Linked DNA regions of Mus musculus: region 2 is linked to region 1. Evidence: chromatin contacts called from public Micro-C data. All regions are on one chromosome and are shown on one strand. Each heading gives the region's core, a stretch centred on a gene start, on an enhancer-like site or on the middle of the called end of the contact. The rest is flanking DNA. Distances are from core to core; before and after follow the strand shown. Region 1 holds the start of Rab6a (RAB6A, member RAS oncogene family). Region 2 overlaps Fam168a (family with sequence similarity 168, member A).

What was found. A called contact is a pair of places that touch in the nucleus more often than the background predicts.
Region 2: a contact with region 1 is called in a Micro-C map of muscle stem cells, with 7 times the contacts expected there. The contact joins the enhancer-like site here to the promoter of Rab6a in region 1. A contact is called at or near these places in 2 of 484 Hi-C or Micro-C datasets (muscle stem cells and nephron progenitors), 2 of 115 datasets of contacts at active chromatin or transcription factors (bone marrow-derived macrophages and embryonic stem cells) and 1 of 9 other capture datasets (adipose tissue).

Annotation. Positions count from the first base shown.
Region 1 is chr7:100,606,056-100,609,194 of GRCm38.p6, forward strand. Rab6a (RAB6A, member RAS oncogene family) reads left to right here and starts at 1,531. Exons shown (of 8, transcript NM_024287.4): 1 at 1,531-2,238. The coding sequence starts at 2,169. It also overlaps a transcript of Mrpl48 not described here.
Region 2 is chr7:100,731,759-100,734,897 of GRCm38.p6, forward strand. All of the region lies in intron 1 of Fam168a (family with sequence similarity 168, member A), which reads left to right. Among named protein-coding and RNA genes, the nearest start is that of Fam168a, 27 kb to the left of the region's middle. Within about 2 kb of position 1,528, at least 94 of the 459 cell types and tissues checked have an H3K27ac peak or open chromatin away from gene starts, as enhancers often do. A contact at or near this core is called in adipose tissue and muscle stem cells, where this site is marked.

The DNA of each region.
Region 1 (3,139 bases), core at 281-2,780:
CCTTAAATTTAGGATCCTCTAACCTGTATCTCTCAAGTGCTACGATTATGGGCATGCACCACCATGTCTGGCTCTAGAAGTTTCTTAGGTGTCCTAAAGAGTAGATTTTCTCTCTCTCTCTCTCTCTCTCTCTCTCTCTCTCTCTCTCTCTCTCTCTCTCTCTCTCTGCAGGACCTCACTCTGTATCTTAGGCTAAGCTGGAACTAACTCTATAGCCCAGGTTTGCCAAGCCCTGACAGCAATCCTCCGCCTTAGCTTCCTGGGGGTTGGGATTACAGATGTGAAGCACTAGATAGAAAATTACTAGATTTACAAAGGCCATTATAGAAGTTCCCATATACCACTCCAGACTCCTCTATTAACAGCTTACTTTAATAGGACTGATATGTTATAATAAATCAATCAGTACAAAATACTGTTATTAACTAAAATTCATGCTATACTCAAATTATTTTGTTTTTGTCTGATACTCTCTTTTTAGGGATCCCATTCAGATGAAAAGTTACATTTAATTATGTTATGTAACTGTCCACATTATGCTTAGTTCATGTTTTCTTATGGCATTCACCTTTATCTTATTGGATCTCAAATCTGGTTGACAATTGGAAATGCTTCAGATGGCAAATTTAAGGAAGCCCCACTCAAGCACATCCAGAAGTGCTGCTTTAAGGAGAAAGGATGATCTTTTAAATACTCCTTCTGCAGATTTGTGATTTTGTTGAGGCAGCCCTCTGGAATGTTGTGTGACCTTTTCCAAAGCTGCACCGCTAAGTGGGCAGTCATTTCATATCTGTAATATGTGGAGTTTGGCTTATATGATATCTAAACTCATTTCTAGCATGTAGACGATGGTTATCGTCTGATGTTATGGGCACCTAAAACAACGGCCACTCAACAGAAGATCACGCCAACAGACACTAGGGAATTTGATGGCTTAACGTAAGGAGGTAGCAGAGGTTCAAATAAAACCTTGACTCCATGACATGACTACGTGGATTTTGCAAGTCATTTCCTTCTGTTGGACTCCAATTTCCTCACCCACAAAATGGAGAGGACTTGTTTCTGGTAGTTATGAAACTCCACGGAGTAACGGTGGGAAATCTTATATACACGAAGATGCCGAGCAAGGAATTACGTTTTAGAAGGCTAGGGTAAACGGGTGAAGGGCTAAAGTGAGGAAGGAGAAGCGACGTTAAGGGTTTAGCACCTACAATACACCTTTGAGCGACCCAACCCCACCCACGCATTGCTGCGGTCATTCCACCTTGGTTCCGGCTCCGCCTCCGTCCCACCTTCTTTTCCCTCCTCCTTCCTCCAATCGCCTTGCGTCGCGCCACACTTCCTATGGCTGCCAGAACCCCACACCTTCCTCCGCGCGAGAGTCGCGCGCGCGCTCTCGCGTCGCCACCTCAGTTAGCAGCTGCCTGCCCTCCGCTTTTTCTGATTGGCTCGATTTGTCACTGACGTAAGCGCCCCCTTTTTTTTCTCCCCCCCTTGCTTACCCGGAACTCGGTCCCGCCTCCTCCCGGCTTCTCCAGACGCCAGTCGAAACCTGATCGGCCCCTTTCTCCACCGCACGGGAGGAGCCGGGATTGCTGGCGAAACCAGGAAAGCACTGGCGGCGACGCGCACGCACGCACTCACGCACGCACGTCCGAGGCCGGCAGGGCGGCAGGCTCGCGCCCGGACTCGCCCCGCATCCGCGCCAGAGGCTCGCGCACTCAGCGGGTTGTGCTGCGGTGGTGGCGGCGGCGGCTGCTGTGAGAGCCCGAGCACTGCGCGTGCCGAGACCCAGACGCGTCTGCGGCGCTCGCCTCGCCACCCTCCTCTCTCACCTCAGTCTCCGCGCCGCGTTCTGAGGGAAGGAACGGCGCTAGGCTAGCGAAGCCCGAGCGCACCGCTGGCTGCCTCCGACACCGCCCTGCGTCCCTTCGCGGCCGCGGGCCCGGCTCGGTGCTAGGCGACTCTGCGGGGAGGCGGCGGCGGCGGCTGCCGGTCGGTGGAGGCACTCTCCCTTCAGCCTCGCCCCTCTGCCCGGCCCTGCAGGGGCCGAGAGGACTCGGAGGCTGCCCCTTCAGCTCGGCCCTCTTCGTTAGCGGGTTGGAGCTGCAGCGGTCTGGAAGAGGTCTCTGGGCTGAGGCGGCGGCGGCGGCTCCTCCGGCTCCATCATGTCCGCGGGCGGAGACTTCGGGAATCCGCTGAGGAAATTCAAGCTGGTGTTCCTGGGAGAGCAGAGCGGTGAGTGCGCGACTCCCCCGCTCCTGGCAGCCGGCCGCGGCTTCCCCGCACCGCCCCCAGTGCAGCCCTTCTGGCCGCTGAGGCTCCCCGCCGGCCTCGCTCTTCCTAAAACCCCCACCCCAGCCTTTTCCCCGGGTCCCCCGACTCCTCTTGTCCCTGTCCCTGGCTCCTCCTCGCTAGGATCTATCAGGCTTGTAGCTTAGATCTCTGATCCTCGCCCGGACTCCGCCGCCTGCAGCCGGGCCCTCTCGGGCCGCTCTGTCCTCCTCAGTCCTCACCCCGCCCAGCCTCCTGTCCATCCCTTTCTTCCTTTGCTCTGCGTGGTCTCCACCACCCGGGCCGGCTTTATGGGGCCCCACCCTTATTCCTTGCTCTTTTTCCGGTTCCCATTGGAAGTGAGGTCCCACTCCGAGAAGCCCCCAACTCTGGAGAATGGGCCCCCTCTTCAACCTTGGATGAAGGAGGGTGGGATCTGGGCGTTGTTTTCCCCTGAGGCTTGGCTCGGAGTTGTACTAGTCTCTCGGAAGGTGAGAGAAGAGGTGGTCATGGAGAAAAACAATTCTTGCTCAGTTTACACCTAAATGAAGAATTAGTTAGGGTTAGTGAGCTAATATATTTTAACTGAAGGAGACTTGAAAAGAGGTGGCGTTGCCAGTGATGATTTTGGTCCCTTGGGTTGGGACTGGTTGGAAATCCTTATTTTTCTATTAATTTTCGTCATTGACAATTCTTTTGGCTATATTGATGCCTTTTCAGTCTCTGCCAGATGCTATGTCATGATCAGTTTACTTTGAATTTTTCTCATCTCACTTCCCTCTTTTCTCGTTTCAATATGAAATATTTAAGTATCTTCATGATGATACAAGCAAGGATTAACGGGTGAAATGTTAATTATTAATTT
Region 2 (3,139 bases), core at 278-2,777, 130 kb after region 1:
AAAAAAAAAAAAAAAAAAAAAAGTATGCAGGGTGCCTTTGGAAGCCAGAAGAGAGTGTCTTGTGATCCCCTGGAGCTGTAGTTGTAGCCATCTGGAGTGGGTGCTGGGAACCAACAGGCACAGTTAACTGCTGAGCTATCTCTCCAGCCCCATATTTCTGAATCGTGAATACTTGGCTACAGTTCTGGGCCTGCTCTATGGCTTAGCATGTATTAATTCCGCTCATTTTATTGTGTGTGGGTGTGTGCGTGCATGCATGTGTGTATCTGTGTGTGTGCTTGCGTACTCATGAATGCACCTCCTTAATTTTTATGATACTATGAATTAGTGGATTTTTAGGGTTCTGAAATATGTTTTGGTTATTTTTCTTACAGATTTAAATTGTCTCTTTCTCTCTCTGTAAGTATGTATGTGTGTATATATGTATGTCTGTGCACAATGTGTCTGTGTGTTGGTATGCCATGGTATGCTTTGGAGGGCAGAGGACAACTTTACAGAGTTAGTTCTTCATTCCCACCTTTACCTGGGTTCTGAAAACTCTAATTCAGTTCACCAGGCTTGGTCAGTAAGCACTTTTACCCCCTGAGCCATCTTACTAGCCCTCTTTGCAGATTCTTATAAGCATTGATGTTATATAGTTAAGAGTTCAGATTAACTGCTGAAACAGAGACCCACACAGTTAGTGGCTAAGAAAGTGTAGAAATTTATCTTTCATGTAACATCAGGAGTAAGGCGATTATTACCAAAGCAGTCAGAGGCTCTGCTCCTTGAACTCATCGGGGGAACCCCCATCTCTCTTTCCCATTGCTTTATTTGCATCTTCACAGGCAGCAGCTTATCAACACATTCACCGTCTAGTCTCTGGGAAGGGACAAGAAAGAGGGGTTTATAGTTCTCTAAGAAAGGGCGTGGGCAGCTGATAGTGTAGCTCATTGGTAGAATATGTGGTTAACATCCAGAAGCCAGAAGGTATATTCAGTTTTTCTGGCATTTCATTCATTATATGTAGAACTGTGACATACCTAGTTGTAAATACTACTGGGGAACGTAGTTTCTGGCAAAGTTGTTTGTGCCCAGTTAAATCTTGGCAGAGTGGGGTGGGGGAGGAAAAATGAATACAGTTAGCAGTCTTCCTGAGTCATTGCTAGCAGGCAATGATTTTTATAACCCTCTTCCTTCCATTATTTTAATTAATTCTCACCAGAATCTTTGACGTAGATGTAATAACCATTTTGTCAACTAAGAAACTGGATTTGAAGTATGAAATGACTGGTTCAAAGTCACAAGGATATCTTAAAACTAAACTTGGTATCTTATTCTCCAAACCTTCTCTTCCTGTTCCTTACCTCAGTGAGACACAGCTTTCTCACCCAGGCCAAGAATTTTGTTATCTTCCTGTCCTCCATAACTAAGCTGGGCAGTTATCATCACCTCAGCACTTTTTAGATTGGTGCCTTTCTCCATCCCCACAGCTGTTGCTTTAGCTCAGTCTTTAGCATCTCTGCCTGGACAGCAGCTTTCATTTCCCCCAGTGCTGCCAAGATCACTCCTCAGCCCAAGCCTGCCAAGTCATCTGTCTTCCTGCTACTCACTGTTTACCTTTCTGTTGCTACGTTTTTACTCCTGTCTGTGTTTCGGTTCAAATGGCTCCGGTTGTCTCTCAACTTGGCTTTGCTTCCTCGGTAAAGCTGTTGCTGTTTTTTCCTTCTCTTCACGCTTCTGTGTTGATGCTTGCCATTGGTAATGCTTGAAGAGCTGTGTTGTTATCATGTCTCCCTTTAATCATCAGCACTAGGTCCTCTGGTAGAGTGGCTACTCAATAACTGCTTAAATGGAATGTGACAGACTGGTACTTGAAACCCAATCCCGAGTTTTTCTTATCGTAATGACTCATTCTGTGTTAACTATGTACATATTTCTCAAGAGTTTTCCCAAAACCAAATTTGGGCATCTGATCTTTCAGGAGCTTTTCCCCTTTGGCAGCCAAGAAGATGCTTGAAGATGGCTTTTTGAACCAATGGGCATTTTTGTGGCATCACTCTCTTCTTGTTGTGTATTTAGATTTAAAATGCATAGTTTTATCAATACCTGTAAAAGTCAGATTTTGAACTTAGGGTAATCAAATTGTGGGGAAATTATTTTTCTGATTTCTATTTGAAGAATATATTTTACTTGGCTCTTTACTCAAATGCTATTATAATTTGCAATAGGTGTTTGGTTTATTTCCACAATTACTTTAAGAAACCAAAATTTTGTTTAAACTTTTGGGGAAAAGTAGGCAAATTAGGAAAAAAAAAAGGAACCTCTTAAAGATGGTTTTATTTTTAAGGCCATTTACAAAGTATATGAAAATGAAGAGTGGGATAATTTCTGTTTACCATGGCCACTATCTAGGGAAAGATGGTGCACATCTCAGTAATGAGTATAAAGGTAGTCTGGATATTATAATTTCTGATCACTGAAGCTCACTTACAGTGGGGCTGAAACCATCTGTTTTGGTGTTAATCCTTTAAAACCCAGTTGGTGGAAGTTAACGTGATAAAGGTGCTAAAGCTTGAAATACAGCAGTCGTTTGGTCTGCTTTACATTTCAACTAATTACATGCAGAGTGAAGTGTCTGGGAAAGGAAAGGGGGAATTAATGCTGCAGTCAACGGTTCAGGTCGCAGCGTGAGCCCTGCACACCTGTCACTGGCTGGTGGAAGTTTTCCTCCATAATTAACGCTCCTCTCTCATGTTATTACTTAATTGGATGCCACAGGAGCATGGTGAAACAGTGGAATCCTCTTAATTGCATACCAGCTTTTAAAACAAATCACCAATGTTTAATGTGGTATTGTTTTTATAAGCCTTCTCAGGGAACTGTTTTGAGTGTTTCAGGTCCAAAAGAAAATGTAGTCTCTGCTTTGGAGCATTGAGAATACTGCTGTTTATAAAGTAGACAAATAAATTTCTGAAACATCTCTCCTGAAAGAGTAAGGAGGAGGAGTAACTAACATTGGCACAGTGCTTCACAGTTTGGCCAGCTGTTTCCTTTGTTTTAATTCTTACTGTAGTTCTAAGGAGAGTTATAACCATGTTTTACAGGTGAGGAAACCTCAGATTAGAAAAGTGATGTTCTGGCCGGGCAGTGGTGGTGT